Linked DNA regions of Mus musculus: region 2 is linked to region 1. The links are chromatin contacts, called in public Hi-C maps. All regions are on one chromosome and are shown on one strand. Each heading gives the region's core, a stretch centred on a gene start, on an enhancer-like site or on the middle of the called end of the contact. The rest is flanking DNA. Distances are from core to core; before and after follow the strand shown. Region 1 overlaps Nudt3 (nudix (nucleotide diphosphate linked moiety X)-type motif 3). Region 2 overlaps Anks1 (ankyrin repeat and SAM domain containing 1).

Region 1 (5,968 bases), core at 2,959-5,458:
ATACTGAAATCATACCCTCCCTCTATACTAAAGGATACTGAAATGTACTGAAATCATACCCTCCCTCTATACTAAAGGATACGGAAATGTACTGAAATCATACCCTCCCTCTATACTAAAGGATATGGAAATGTACTGAAATCATACCCTCCCTCTATACTAAAGGATACTGAAATGTACTGAAATCATACCCTCCCTCTATACTACAGGATACTGAAATGTACTGAAATCATACCCTCCCTCTATACTACAGGATACTGAAATGTACTGAAATCATACCCTCCCTCTATACTAAAGGAAGCAGAGCAGAGTAACTAATACAGGCCTACCCAAGCCATCTCTGCTGGTGTCAGCTTCACCAAGGACTGCTTTGCTTCCTAGACTTGCCCTGATCACCACTGGTGAAGTGCTTTGCCTGCATGTATGTGTGCATCACATTGGTACCTGTGCCTGCACAGTCCAGAAAAAGGAATCATTTTGGCTGGAGAGATGGCTCAGCAATTAAGGGGCCTGCTCTTCCAGCCCACCTCCTGCAGAACCTGGGTTCAATTCCTAGCATCCACAGGGCAGCTTACAGAAGTCTGTAACTCCAGTTCCAGGAGATGCAAAACTCTATTCTAGTTTTCTGTGGGCACTGCATGCACATACAGGCAGGCAAAACATGTACTCGCATAGAATAAAAATTAGAATTTTAAAAGGGGAGGCATCAGATGCCCTGAAACGGAAATAAGAATAAGAAGCACTTAGGAGCCACCACGTAGGGGCTGGGAACTGAACCCAGGACCTCTGGAACAACAGCCAGTGCTCTTAACCGCTGACCTTCTTTCCAGCCCCTCTGAGGACTTTACTAATATGGTCATATCATAATTTACTTCACTGGCCTTCTTGTTCATTTCTTTTCTATTTGGTTTTTGGTGCTGGAGTCCAAAACCAAGCTCCTCTGTGTGCTGTGTCCTGGCTGAGCAACCTATCATTGAGTCACGGCCCCAGGCTTCTGGACAGAGACCTTGGGCACTTCCAGCTTTCCTTTTACAGAAGCCATTTCCCAGATGTGAATACAGCAGACTCCATACCCACCCAGCTAATTCTCACGGGCAATGGAGAGCTTACTGTGCAATACCATGGCTTAGTTGCTTTTCTATTGCTATAAAGACATACCATGACTAAGGTCACTTATACAAGAGAACACTCAATTTGAGGCTCACAATTCCAGAGAGAGAGACAGAGACAGACAAAACCAGAGACAGACAGACAGACAGATACACACAGAGGGGCAGACAGACAGCGAGTGCACTTATACTACCTAAGAACAGTGTGGGCTTTTTAAACTTCAAAGCTCACCCCCAGTGAGGCAACTCTTCCAACAAGGCCACACCCCCTAACTCCCAGCAAGCAACATTTGACAACACAGGCCTATGGTGGCAGCCTTGCTCGGCCACTGTATGTGGCTTGCTCTGGAATGTCCCCATGCCATGTTTGCACGGCACCTGGCCCCTGCTTGTGGTACTACCTCCACAATGGCAGAGCCTTCTGGTAAGTTCTGGCTGGCAGAATTCTTGAGGGACATGCCCATGAAGGCTCTGCCACCCCAATCTGACCTGTGTGCTCAGCTTTAATCCTGAGTACTGTGGAGAGCATCTGCCACCGTGTGCTCCAGCCATCTGTCCCTACATGGACTATTCCCACCTGTGAGGATTCCCTGTCAAGCACAGGGTCGCAGTAATATGAAGGAGACAGCTGGACGCAACCACTAAACCTGACCACACTAGTTTGTGTGAAGATGAGGAAGATGTTAGAAGTGCGGGCTGGATATCCTGGCTGCTGGCAGCCTTGCCTGCTGGTTATTCTTGAGAGGGTTAAGAAAACCAGCCTGTCAGACGGCAGGGTGGACAGTGAACACTGCCCCTCAGGCCAAGGTGTGGACTCGGCCAGGCACTCTCATGTTGCTTTGTGACAAATAATCTAAGTTTTGTTCAAAACCTTAAAATGAGGCCGAATTTTAAAAGTGATAAGGCTGCTGATACAGCTCAGTTGGCAGGGTTTGCCCACCATGTGTGCAATGCTAATCTGGTTCCCAGAGCCTCATAAAATCTGAGATAGATAAAGCAAGCAAGCTCATCCTGTCTGCACCGGGGAGGTGGGAAGGTGGGGAGGTGGAGGCTCATGGTTACCCTCTGCGACACAAGAAAGCTTCGTGAGGTCTGGCTTCAACCCCACCCTACCACAGCCAAAACAAACAAACCAACAAACCAACAAGCAAACCAAAAGACTACTGTATTTAGCAGAGGAGAGTCCAGACAAGACCCTCAGGCTATAGATCTATAACTTCGGCCATGGTTGGGGTTTATAGCCTTATAATCTGAAGGGTAACAGAGGATCAGGAAGCTGAAATAGAGTTTGGGAGCACACAGTTACAGCTCTAGATGAAGCAAGCCTCCCCACGCTTTGCCTGGGACAACAGGAAATGTTTAAAAGGTGGGACCTCCCTATGAAGGGTATTAAATACAAACCATTTTCAAAGATGGTGGAGAATGCCTGTAACTCTAGTACTCAGTAAGCTGAAGCGCGCGCGCCAATCTTAAATTTGAAAGCAACATCAACTGTAGAGCAAGTTCCAGACCAGCCTCCGGCAAGACCCTGTCTCAATCAGAAAGCCAAAGGGGCACACTGACAGAAAGGGGCTGCCTAGGAAAATGTCATTCTAGCAAAGGAGGCCCAGCGGCAACTCCAGCTGATGGGACTCAACACGGTCCACATGGTGCTGGTCCACAGGTGCACAGGACTAAAGACTGAAGGACGGGGGCTGGCAAGATGGCTCAGCGGGTAAGAGCACCAACTGCTCTTCTGAAGGTCCTGAGTTCAAATCCCAGCAACCACATGGTGGCTCACAATCACCCTCTTATGGTATCTGAAGACAGCTACAGTGTACCTACGTATAATAATAAATAAATCTTTAAAAAAAAAAAGACTGAAGGACGATAAAGGTTCAAACTATGGTCCAAAAGATAAGAGCGAGGCCAAGCAATGCACTGCGGAGTTACATCTCCTCCAGGGTCCCACGGAGGCTGAGTGAGGCTGCTGTGGATGCAATGAATGTAGGCCTTCTGCTGAGGGATGGAAGCTACAGCACCGAGGGACGTTGGTCCAGGCTATACAGGCTGCAAAGGCCAAAGCCACCACGCGCCCCCAGACACCAGACCCAGAACTAACTACAGAATTTGGATGGCTCTCCTGGGTCCAGTCTCCATGACAATCCTGCTGCTGGCTCACACTGGCAATGTGCACTGTCACCAGACACTGGAAGTCTGTAACACTCTGTTTATATCCTCGCCCCGCACTGTTTTGCTTCTTTGTTTTTGGCCCTCGGGGACCGAGCCTTCATGGGCACAGGCTCTACTACTGAGCGGCATCTTCCTCCTAAGGGTGAACTTTAGAACTGTGTTTGCAATGGTTAAGACTTGAGACTAGTCAGGAGGAACTGAATTCATTTGCATTATAAAGATGGCTATGGTGACCCTTTGGGGGACATGGGCAGAATAGTCTGAGACTACAGGCTCTTGCTTGGTCCCTGGCTTTGCATTACAGTATCAAACACTGGGAGGGCCTTGCCTTCAGCATTAACTCATAAGGACAGGCCTTTCATGCTCTAACCTGTCTGTCTCTATTTCCTGTATTCTCTGCTTCCTGGGTCATTGGTGTGTGAGGGGCAACAGTCCTCACCAGACAGCCCCTGCCCCACCTGCTGTGACAGCCCATAATCTACATCAACAAAGTCAACTTTCCCTCCCAGGATTATTTCAGTCAGGCCTGTGAACTGAAAGGCTACACTCTCCAGACTTCACTAAGGACTCCTCCAGGGCCACACCACCACTACTACAACAACAATACACACCATTAGCAGGGTGTGGTAGCGCACGCCTTTAGTCCCAGCAATGGGGAGGCAGAGACCAGGAGACCTCTGAGTTTGAAGCCAGCCATGGCTACTGTTACCTGGGTCGTTTCCCAAGTTAACCCTGCTTAGTGACTCTCATCATCTACTGGCATTTAAACACTTCCACCCAAGGATGGCAGCTGTGCAAGAGACCCCTAAAGGGAAGGAAATCAGGGCACATTTACGCATGTGCCTGCAGTACTGAGACACAACGACCCTGTGTGCCAGCTACGATGGAGAAGGAAGCAGGCTTGTCACTTAAGGGTAAGGAGCATGCTCAGCTGCTGTGGGAGATTAGGGCATCTTGGCAGTGCGACAGGGCCCCAAAATAGATGCATTCAGTACATATACAGGAGAGGTCTGAGCGGCACGTATTTTTAGTAGCGGCATGCTTACAACTTTTACACGTCCAGGTGAAAATTAACCCAGCCAACAGCCTTCAGAAGTGGCTGCTGCTCCCGCACACTCTCAGAGCCCAGGACTCTGGACATACCCTGTAACCTACTTCAACTGGACATCAAGAATTAAGGAAGAGAGGGCTGGTGTGACGGCCTAACTGGCAGAGAGAGATAGGCCAGCACTTGCTGAGCAAGCTTGCCGATCTGAGTCAGACCCTGGGGACCCACATCAACAGCAGGGCACAGCGGTGCCTATCTGTAATCCCAGCTTTCCTAGACGAACGACAGAGACAGTAAAACTGACCACAGCAGAGCTCCACTGTACAGCAGCATGAGAAAGAACGAGAAAGTGAGCACTGAGGCACACAGCACATATGGACGTGCACGTGCACAGACGACGACGACGACGACGACGATGATAGTAATGTTTCTGGAAATGTACCCCCTGCTGGCCTATAACCTGAGACACAGACAAGCTAGACCCAAACTCACAAAGCTCCACCTGACTGCCTCCCAAGCACTGGGATTTAAGATGTGCACCACCATGCCTGGTTCAATTAAAAAAAAAAAAAACTGAAGTAGGATGACAAACATATTTCAAGTTATTGTAGATGTTCATTTTGTTTTGCTTCTGTTCTTCAAGACAAGGTTGCTCTGGGTAGGCTTTGCTTTACAGATGAGGCTGAACCCGAGGCCTGCCTGCCTCCTGAGTGCTGGCATCAAAGGAGTGTGCACGCCACTACTGCCCTGCAGACAGAAGACTGTAGCTGTGACCGAAGCTGAAGGATTAAGTTCCTGCTCTCTTCTAGCAACTACACTTGCTTGGTCCTCGGCACTACACAATCTCCCGAGTCACTTCAGTATTTCCAACTCCTGGTCACCAAGTGCTCTCCCTTCTGTACATTTACATTTCTTAGGACTTTTAATTCTGCATATGCATGTGTTCTATGCAGGGGATACTTTGGTGCACATGTATCCATGGAGCAAAGAGAGGGCATCCAATTCCCTGGAGCTGAACTCACAAGTGGTGGGTAGGAAGCCTGAGCTCTCACACTGTTGACAAGTGACTTGTTTCCAGACTTTTACATTGGCAAAGATAGCAAGGTGCTTGAGTGTAAGCTTTGGATGGAATGTAAGCTTTAGAACGAAGAGACTCTAAACCCTGTGAGATAAGCCTGGAAAATAAATAAATAAATATGCAATAAGCCCTGTCCCTCTCCCTAGCTATGAGGGCTGGCTGGGAAACTAACTCTGGCTCTCTGGAAGAGCTGCGAGCCATCCTTGCTTTGTAGGTGAATGTACTGTGTCTGTATTGGAGCCTGAGGAGGAGATCAAAGGTGGGCACCAGATCCCTGGATCTGTGACTGTGAGGGAGTGCAAACCACCATGTGTGTGTGTGTGTGTGGGGGGGGGGGGGGTTGGGGGACTGGGAATCAAAACCAGGTCCTCTGCAAGAGCCACTTCTCCAGCATCTCTCCCTATAAAGTCACCAGCCTTCAGATAGTCACAGCTGAGTCTTGGTTACTCTGCATGGCCAACTGTGATCTTAAAGGTACATATGAAACACACTCACGTCCAATCAATCAGTAAAGGACTGGCAGGGCCCGATGCTGACAAGTGACTTGTTTCCAGACTTTTA
Region 2 (6,747 bases), core at 2,472-4,971, 340 kb after region 1:
TTAGGCTTCCTACAGAGCCTGACTCTCCCCCTCCATTCCTATCTCAGGCGCTCTCCAGAAAAGCCCTTCTGGTCTCTTTTCCTACCATAAATCCCTAAGGTCATGTCAGTTCCCTGTTTCTAGAGACTGAGTGTGGCCATCAGGAAATCAGTGTTGAGGCAGCTGGTGTGTAGCTTCTGACTGAAAGTCAAAGGCTGTTGAGTCCTGAGCAGGCAAGGCCACGCATGGTTCCTTAACATGGGAGAGTGTGGTTCTTAAGCCAGCTCCCTGTTAGCAGAGTGTTACAGCCCTCTTCCTCAGTCCCCTCCCTTTCCAGCGAGTCATCTGCAGGGATGTGAGGAGCAAGGGATCTCATTTGGCAGGGTTTCTAGCAGAGCCTGCCATTGTTAGTGCTCATTAAACTTTAGGTTTACAGTTGTGCTGTGCATGGGAGAAGACACTGGGCCAATATGGCTGCCACCCGCACCCCACCCCACCCCATCCCAGTGCACCTTAGCACTTGGTGGAGAGACTTAGGAGGAGGAACACAGCATGCAGCCTCTGTGGGTCCTTTTACGGAGGCCATCCCAGAAAACATGGTCTCCCGAGAGGGCTGCTGTTCGCTGCTGTCTACAGCCCAGTTAAAAGTGCTCTGCTGCTTCCTCAGTGGTGAAGAACAAGGTAATGAACATGTGCCTGGTTGACGGATCACCACAAAGCTAGCCTTCTAAGTGTGGAGTTGATCAGTTGCTCCCGTGCATTGAAGTTTCTATACTGTTTTTAAGTTGGTTCCCAGTGGTAAGACTCTTGCCTAGCTTCTGCAAGGCTGTGGTTCCATCCTCAACACCACAGTAAAGAAAGAGGAGAAAGTTAAATAAATCTAAGAGTTGGTTGTAGTTGGTAAACCGTACGGCGCCCGGTCCTTTGTGGAAGTCCTGGGAGTTAGTCTCCGGTGAAGGTCCCCTGAGGATTATTATTTCCAACAGGAAATCAAACCCTGACTCAGGGCTCCTTCATTGGGACCGTGGCCTGCCTTCCTGCATTGCTGGGCTTCTGCAGTCTGGCTCACAGCTCTCACTGAGCTCACCATTCCCGTGCATGGGATGCTACAGGGTCACCTCATCTAACAGGTGCCTTCTCTGGACCCAACAGGAGACCTGTACACACGCCTCTCTGCCCATGGCATTTTCTGTGCCACCTCGCAACTTCAAGCCGTGCCAGTTCAAATCCTAGCTTGGCAGCTATAGGGCACTTAGTCCTTGGGGTGGCCCCGAAGCTTGATTCATTTTCAGAGTGGCAAGCTCACACTTCCCCAGCATGGTGCTGAGTTAGATGCCACAGCACACCGCAGCTTCTTGTTAATGGTTGCTGAAAGGCACCCTCTGTGTTAGTGCTTACTGAAGGTCTTCCCGTCCTGCGTGGGAGGGAGGCCTTTCCCTGTTACCCAGAGCCTGGCTTATGTCTCTCATCATGGCATTTATTACGTTTCACTGTTACTTCCTGTTTGCTGTTCCTGTCCAGTTTCGCCAGCTTGTTGAAGTCTGTAGCGTCTGTGTCTTGGCTGCAGTCCTCTCCTTGTGTCTGCTAGACTTTCCTTTGCCATGTGCTAAATAGAATGCTTTGGAGTAGCTGTTGAAGAGTAGGTCTGCTCGCCCACTCAGAACTAAGAGGTTGAAATTGTTTTCCTGATGCCTGCGCCCCCCCCCCCCCCAAATCAGGAGTTTTTTGAAGATACACAGAACATTTGAAATGATGCTCAGTAAGCCTGCTGTGCCAGGCTCTAGCCAGTCTGTGGGTTTGTTCCTATGAATTCTTCAGAGTTAAGTGCTAATATGCCTCCCTGGGAGTGATGTACATGAAGCAGGAAGCACTACAGAGGTTAGAGACAGGATAACCAGGAGTTCAAAACCAGCCTTGTTTACATGATCCATATCCTTCCACCCCAAAGAGTTTCATAGGCCTGGTGGTGCATGCTGAGGTTCTAGTGTAGGAGGCTGGGGAGCTCTGACCTGATGCCTGCTTTATGGCGCGCTCTGCCCTGCTGAGGACTTGGCGCTAACGGGTTCCCTCTTCCTACAGCTGCTGTTCCAGCCTTTTCTATAGATGTGCAGTGGCTAGGGCCTGTTCCCTGCGGTTGCAGTGTGTCAGGAACACAGACAAGATATGGACAGTCAGCAAGCATGATGGGAACTGTGCCAGCAGTATGTGTGTGTGAGAGGGTGTGTTTGTGTGTGTGTATGTGTGTGTGTGTGTGTGAGAGAGAGAGAGAGAGAGAGAGAGAGAGAGAGAGAAGAAAAAACATCTATTTTAGTGGCTTCTTTTCCCAAAGTTAAAAATAGTTAATCTCACCCTGTGTGTCTCCTCCCCCACCCCCCCAATCAGAGTAGCACAGAGGACACACAAGGGCTAGTTTGTTTCAGACTTTCTGTCAGAATACACTGTTGGGTAAAACATGTTTTCTTCTGAATGTTTTTCCAATAAGAAAACACAAGCAATTAGGAGCCAAGGTTTACTGTGAGTCTCTGGCTTTAATAGTAGCGGGCTATGCTAGTTAGTCACAATGGCAAAAAGTCTGCTTGTTATCCACAAATCACTAGGGTTCCAGCCTGTTAACATCACTACATTTCAATTTTCTATTTGTATTGCAGTTTTTCTTTTTCTTCTCTTTCCCAAATAGTGCCGGGTGATGCTCAACTCTCCATCCTTCTGACTACACACACACACACCCTCACACCTTCCCCAAGTAATGGGGTTACAGGCTGAAGCAGCACACAGACCTTCTGGTTGTATATTTTTATTTTATTTGATTCTTTTGTAACAGGGTTTATCTTTGTAGCCCTGGCAGTTTTACAACTTGCTTTGTAGACCAGGCTGGCCTTAAGAGTTCCTACTGCTTCTGTCTTCTTATGCTGGGGTTAAAGGCGATTGCCGACACACCCAACTTGTTTGCATATTAGAACAACAACAACAACAACTTAAGGCAGGACTGACCTCTGTTCTAACATCTGCCTGTGAAGAGATGTGTTTTCAGAAAAAAGAGACACAGCAGCATCTTCAGAGGCTTGGAGAACACAGCCTTCCCCACTGCCTTGAGTTTGCACAAAGGACCTTCTCAGTTGTTTTGTGACCCTCCTCCAATTTGTCTGTAGCTGCTTTTATACCTTGAAACTAGTACTTGGCACGTAAGAGCTCAGAGCCCTGGAGCCTGGGCAGTGTGGACATAAAATGTGTCCTCTCCGTGTCTATGAGGTGTGTCCACTCCTCACTTGTAGACACTGTCAGCAGTCTAGTGTCATTTAAAGGGTGCTCTGGCTTTTCCCAGCTGTGTTGCTGTGGAACTTGGCCCTTCTCTCCAGCTCCCAGGAGAAGGAAAGCTGCTCTGAAGGCTGCTAGGCACCAGAACCAGTGTCTGACTAGGGGCTTGGCCTGGCTTTCCGCTGTCTAAGCACTCCTAATGCTCAGCTTGGGGCGTGGCCGGGTGGGTCCCACTGCCATTTACGATCTTGGTGCAACACAAAGCCTGTTGTAAATACAAGTGTCAAGGGTTTTGGCTTGTTTTGGTTGTCCCTGCTTTGTGACCTTGGGCCAGTTAGCCTGGGACTCTGTCTCCTTGGAGATAATTGTATGTGTTTCTTATTAGGATCTAGTAATCAAAGATCCCTTGGAATGGTGAGTGGCACACAGTAGCTAATTAGCACTGCTGTCCCTAGCACAGAAGTGTGTGCACTCAGAGCATCTGGGTGCCAGAGGACGCAGAGAAGGAGGGAGGGGTGTTTGGACAGAAAAGGCATCCTTATTAGGGCTGGCAGAGAGGACATCTGGAGATGGTGCCCAAGCAAGGGGGCACCGTGCATAAGGGTACCGGTGGGAGAAGGGGTTTGATATATCTAAGAAGCCACCAGGAAACTGACAGGGTAGTGGAAAGTTAGACTGGGTGTGTGGTTTGGAGGCTAGGACATTAATTCACTCATAAATAGGCAGTAAAGGTTAGCCTTTGCAAGCCTGCTCTGTTCATGCAGGCTTGTATCTCAGGTACTTATAGGGCTGAGCAAGAGAATCAGTTCACAGCTGGCTTGAGTAACTTAAGAAAGACTACGTCTCAGTTTTAAAGTGAGACCTGGGGTGGCAGAGTGCTCACTTCCCATGAGTAAGGCCCCAGGTAGGTCCCACATTGACCAAGAAAACAGCAGCAGGCAGTCATTTAGAACACCAGGCTTCTAAGCTCTGGAACAGCAAAAGGATGCTGAAGTCCAAATAGATGAGTGAAGTGTTGAACGAGAGATGGTGACTGGGTGGAGGCCTGCCAGGAAGCCATTCTGACACCGAGTGTCCTTGGGCTGTGGGATAGAGAAAAGGAGTGCACAGCATGATCAGGATGGGAGGGCTGATGGTGCACAGGGAGACTGCAGGTACTCTAGACCTCCAGATCCACACAGATCGTGTGCATACGTTTTGTGTGTGTGTGTGTGTGTGTGTGTGTGTGTGTGTGTGTGTGTGTGTGTGTGTGTAGAGACAGACAGACGGGATGGGGAAGGGGGCAAGTTATTAGAATGAAACACTCCTCATGGGTACCTTATAACCGAGTGGAACCCTTCTCTGATCTGAGCTAGCTTCTCCAGTCTGTAGTGAGGATCCAGAAGCAGGAGGAGATGGAGCCAGTTCCTTCCTTGTGTGACTAGATGGCCTGCTTTGTGCTTTGTCAAGCTGGCCTGTTTGACAGCTTTTGCATCCTGGTGGCTGCTGTGTGGCTTTGCCCCCGCTGGAAGCTCTGCACCTCCAGAGACTGAGAATGCTGTTCTCCTGTCTGTGAGCAGAGCTGTTGCAGAGCAGGCCTGAGTCTAGCTGGCCTGGTCAGGCTGCTGTAGGCACTGTGCCCATTACATTTGAGACTGTGAAGGACAAGGCACAGCAGAAGGGAGAACAGGGTTTGATAGCCATAAGGTTTCTGGGGTCATTGGAGGAACTGGGATTTCACGCTTGCAATCAGCCTGTCAGGAATACTCTGTCACAGGCAAGCACCCTGGTGTCCCCAGGCAGAGGTATTAGTCTGGGCAATTTGGGAAGTATGTGTTCTCACAATGGAGAGTCTAGGTTGAAGCCACACCCAAGTCCAGGTTCTTGGTTGTTTGACTTTAAAACAACCCCTGGCCCCTGGTTTTTACTCACTGCCTTGTGCCTCACCCCATGCGCCATCCCTCATCTGGTCTTCACAGCCATCTTTCTGAGGGGGGGCACTTGTGTTGTGCCCCTGCCTGGCACTGTGACACCTACTGTGGGCCAGTTACCTTCCTTGTTCTGCAGGCGAGGAGACTGGGGCACATCATGGTGACACAGGTGCACCTTTGGAGGTCAGGGAGCTGACAGGGTGGCTCTTGCCTTCCACCACGAGAGTCCTGCTACTGTGCTCAGGTTGTCGGGCTTGGTGGCAAGCACCTTTACCTGCTGAGCCATCTCACCAGCCTCCAAATGCCTAGATTTTAAGGTTCAGACCCTAAAGTCCCTGAGTCAGGCACATGGCAACAGGATTTGGCATTTGAAATGAGCTGGGGCTATATTGGGAGAACCACCTCAGTAGAAGAGAGTTCAGAAGATCCTGCACCTACTGGGTAGGTGGTGGTTTGGTGGTGATGCCATGCTCAAACCTGAGCACATGCGCTCTACCACCGAGCCTCCGAGAGTGATTCCAGTCCAGCTTCCAGTGTACCTTGGGAGTGGGGTTACTTCTTGAGTGTAGTTTCTTCATGTATAAAGCAAAGGAAGCCAGGAGGTGGTGGTACACACCTTTAGTCCCAGCACTCGGAGGAAAAGGCAGGCGGGCCTTTGAGTGTGAGGCCAGCCTGGTCTACAGAGTGAGTTCCACGACAGCTAGGGCTACACAGAGAAACCCTTGAAAAACCAAAAAAGAAAGAAAGAAGAAGTGCAGTAAAACAGAGGAATTGGCCTGGATGCTTTCCCAGATCCTTCCTCACCAAAGCCTCGGGTTTCTAGAATTCTCCCTGTGACAAACAATGAGATAAGCAAATGTGGGCTGGAGAGATGGCCCAGCAGTTAAGGGCACTGACTGCTCTTCCAGAGGTCCTGAGTTCAAATCCCAGCAACCACATGGTGGCTCACAACCATCTGTAATGAGATTTGATGCCCTCTTCTGGTGTGTCTGAAGACAGCCACAGTGTACTTACATGTAATAATAAATAAAACTTTAAAAAAAAAAGAGAGAGCAATAAGCAAATGTTGTTGTGGTGTTTGTTCAGATAATATCTGCTATTTAGATACATGATGTATCATGCATTCAGGTGTGGGTGTGGGTGTGGTATCTGGGAATTGAACCTAGGGCCTGACGTGTGTTAGGCAAGTATTCTACCACTGGTCTTTATTCCCAGCCACCCCCACCCTTACAGCCGCTCTTTTCAAAGGTCACATATCACAGTGTTGGCCTGTGTAAGGACACAGCTCTGGCCGGGCTTGGTGGCGCATGCCTTTAATCCCAGCACTTGGGAGGCAGAGGCAGGTGGACTTCTGAGTTCGAGGCCAGCCTGGTCTACAGAGTGAGTTCCAGGACAGCCAGGGCTATACAGAGAAACCCTGTCTCGGAAAACCAAAAAAAAAAAAAAAAAAAGAAAAAAAAAAGAAAAAGGACACAACTCCGTAGTTTATAGCATACCACAGGTATGTACAATATCACCATACTCTCATTTATAGTCACCCCCACAAAGAAATCCTGTACCAGTTAGGATTCAAGTCACCTGTTTCTGCAGCACCTCCCACCAT

What was found. Hi-C and Micro-C count contacts between places; a contact is called where the count stands out from the background.
Region 2: a Hi-C map of embryonic stem cells shows a contact between it and region 1, with 2.0 times the contacts expected there. The contact joins two enhancer-like sites.

Annotation. Positions count from the first base shown.
Region 1 is chr17:27,599,498-27,605,465 of GRCm38.p6, forward strand. The region is part of intron 1 of Nudt3 (nudix (nucleotide diphosphate linked moiety X)-type motif 3); the gene reads right to left. Among named protein-coding and RNA genes, the nearest start is that of Nudt3, 21 kb to the right of the region's middle. Within about 2 kb of position 4,209, at least 39 of the 459 cell types and tissues checked have an H3K27ac peak or open chromatin away from gene starts, as enhancers often do. A contact at or near this core is called in embryonic stem cells, where this site is marked.
Region 2 is chr17:27,937,105-27,943,851 of GRCm38.p6, forward strand. The region is part of intron 1 of Anks1 (ankyrin repeat and SAM domain containing 1); the gene reads left to right. Among named protein-coding and RNA genes, the nearest start is that of Anks1, 31 kb to the left of the region's middle. Within about 2 kb of position 3,722, at least 43 of the 459 cell types and tissues checked have an H3K27ac peak or open chromatin away from gene starts, as enhancers often do. A contact at or near this core is called in embryonic stem cells, where this site is marked.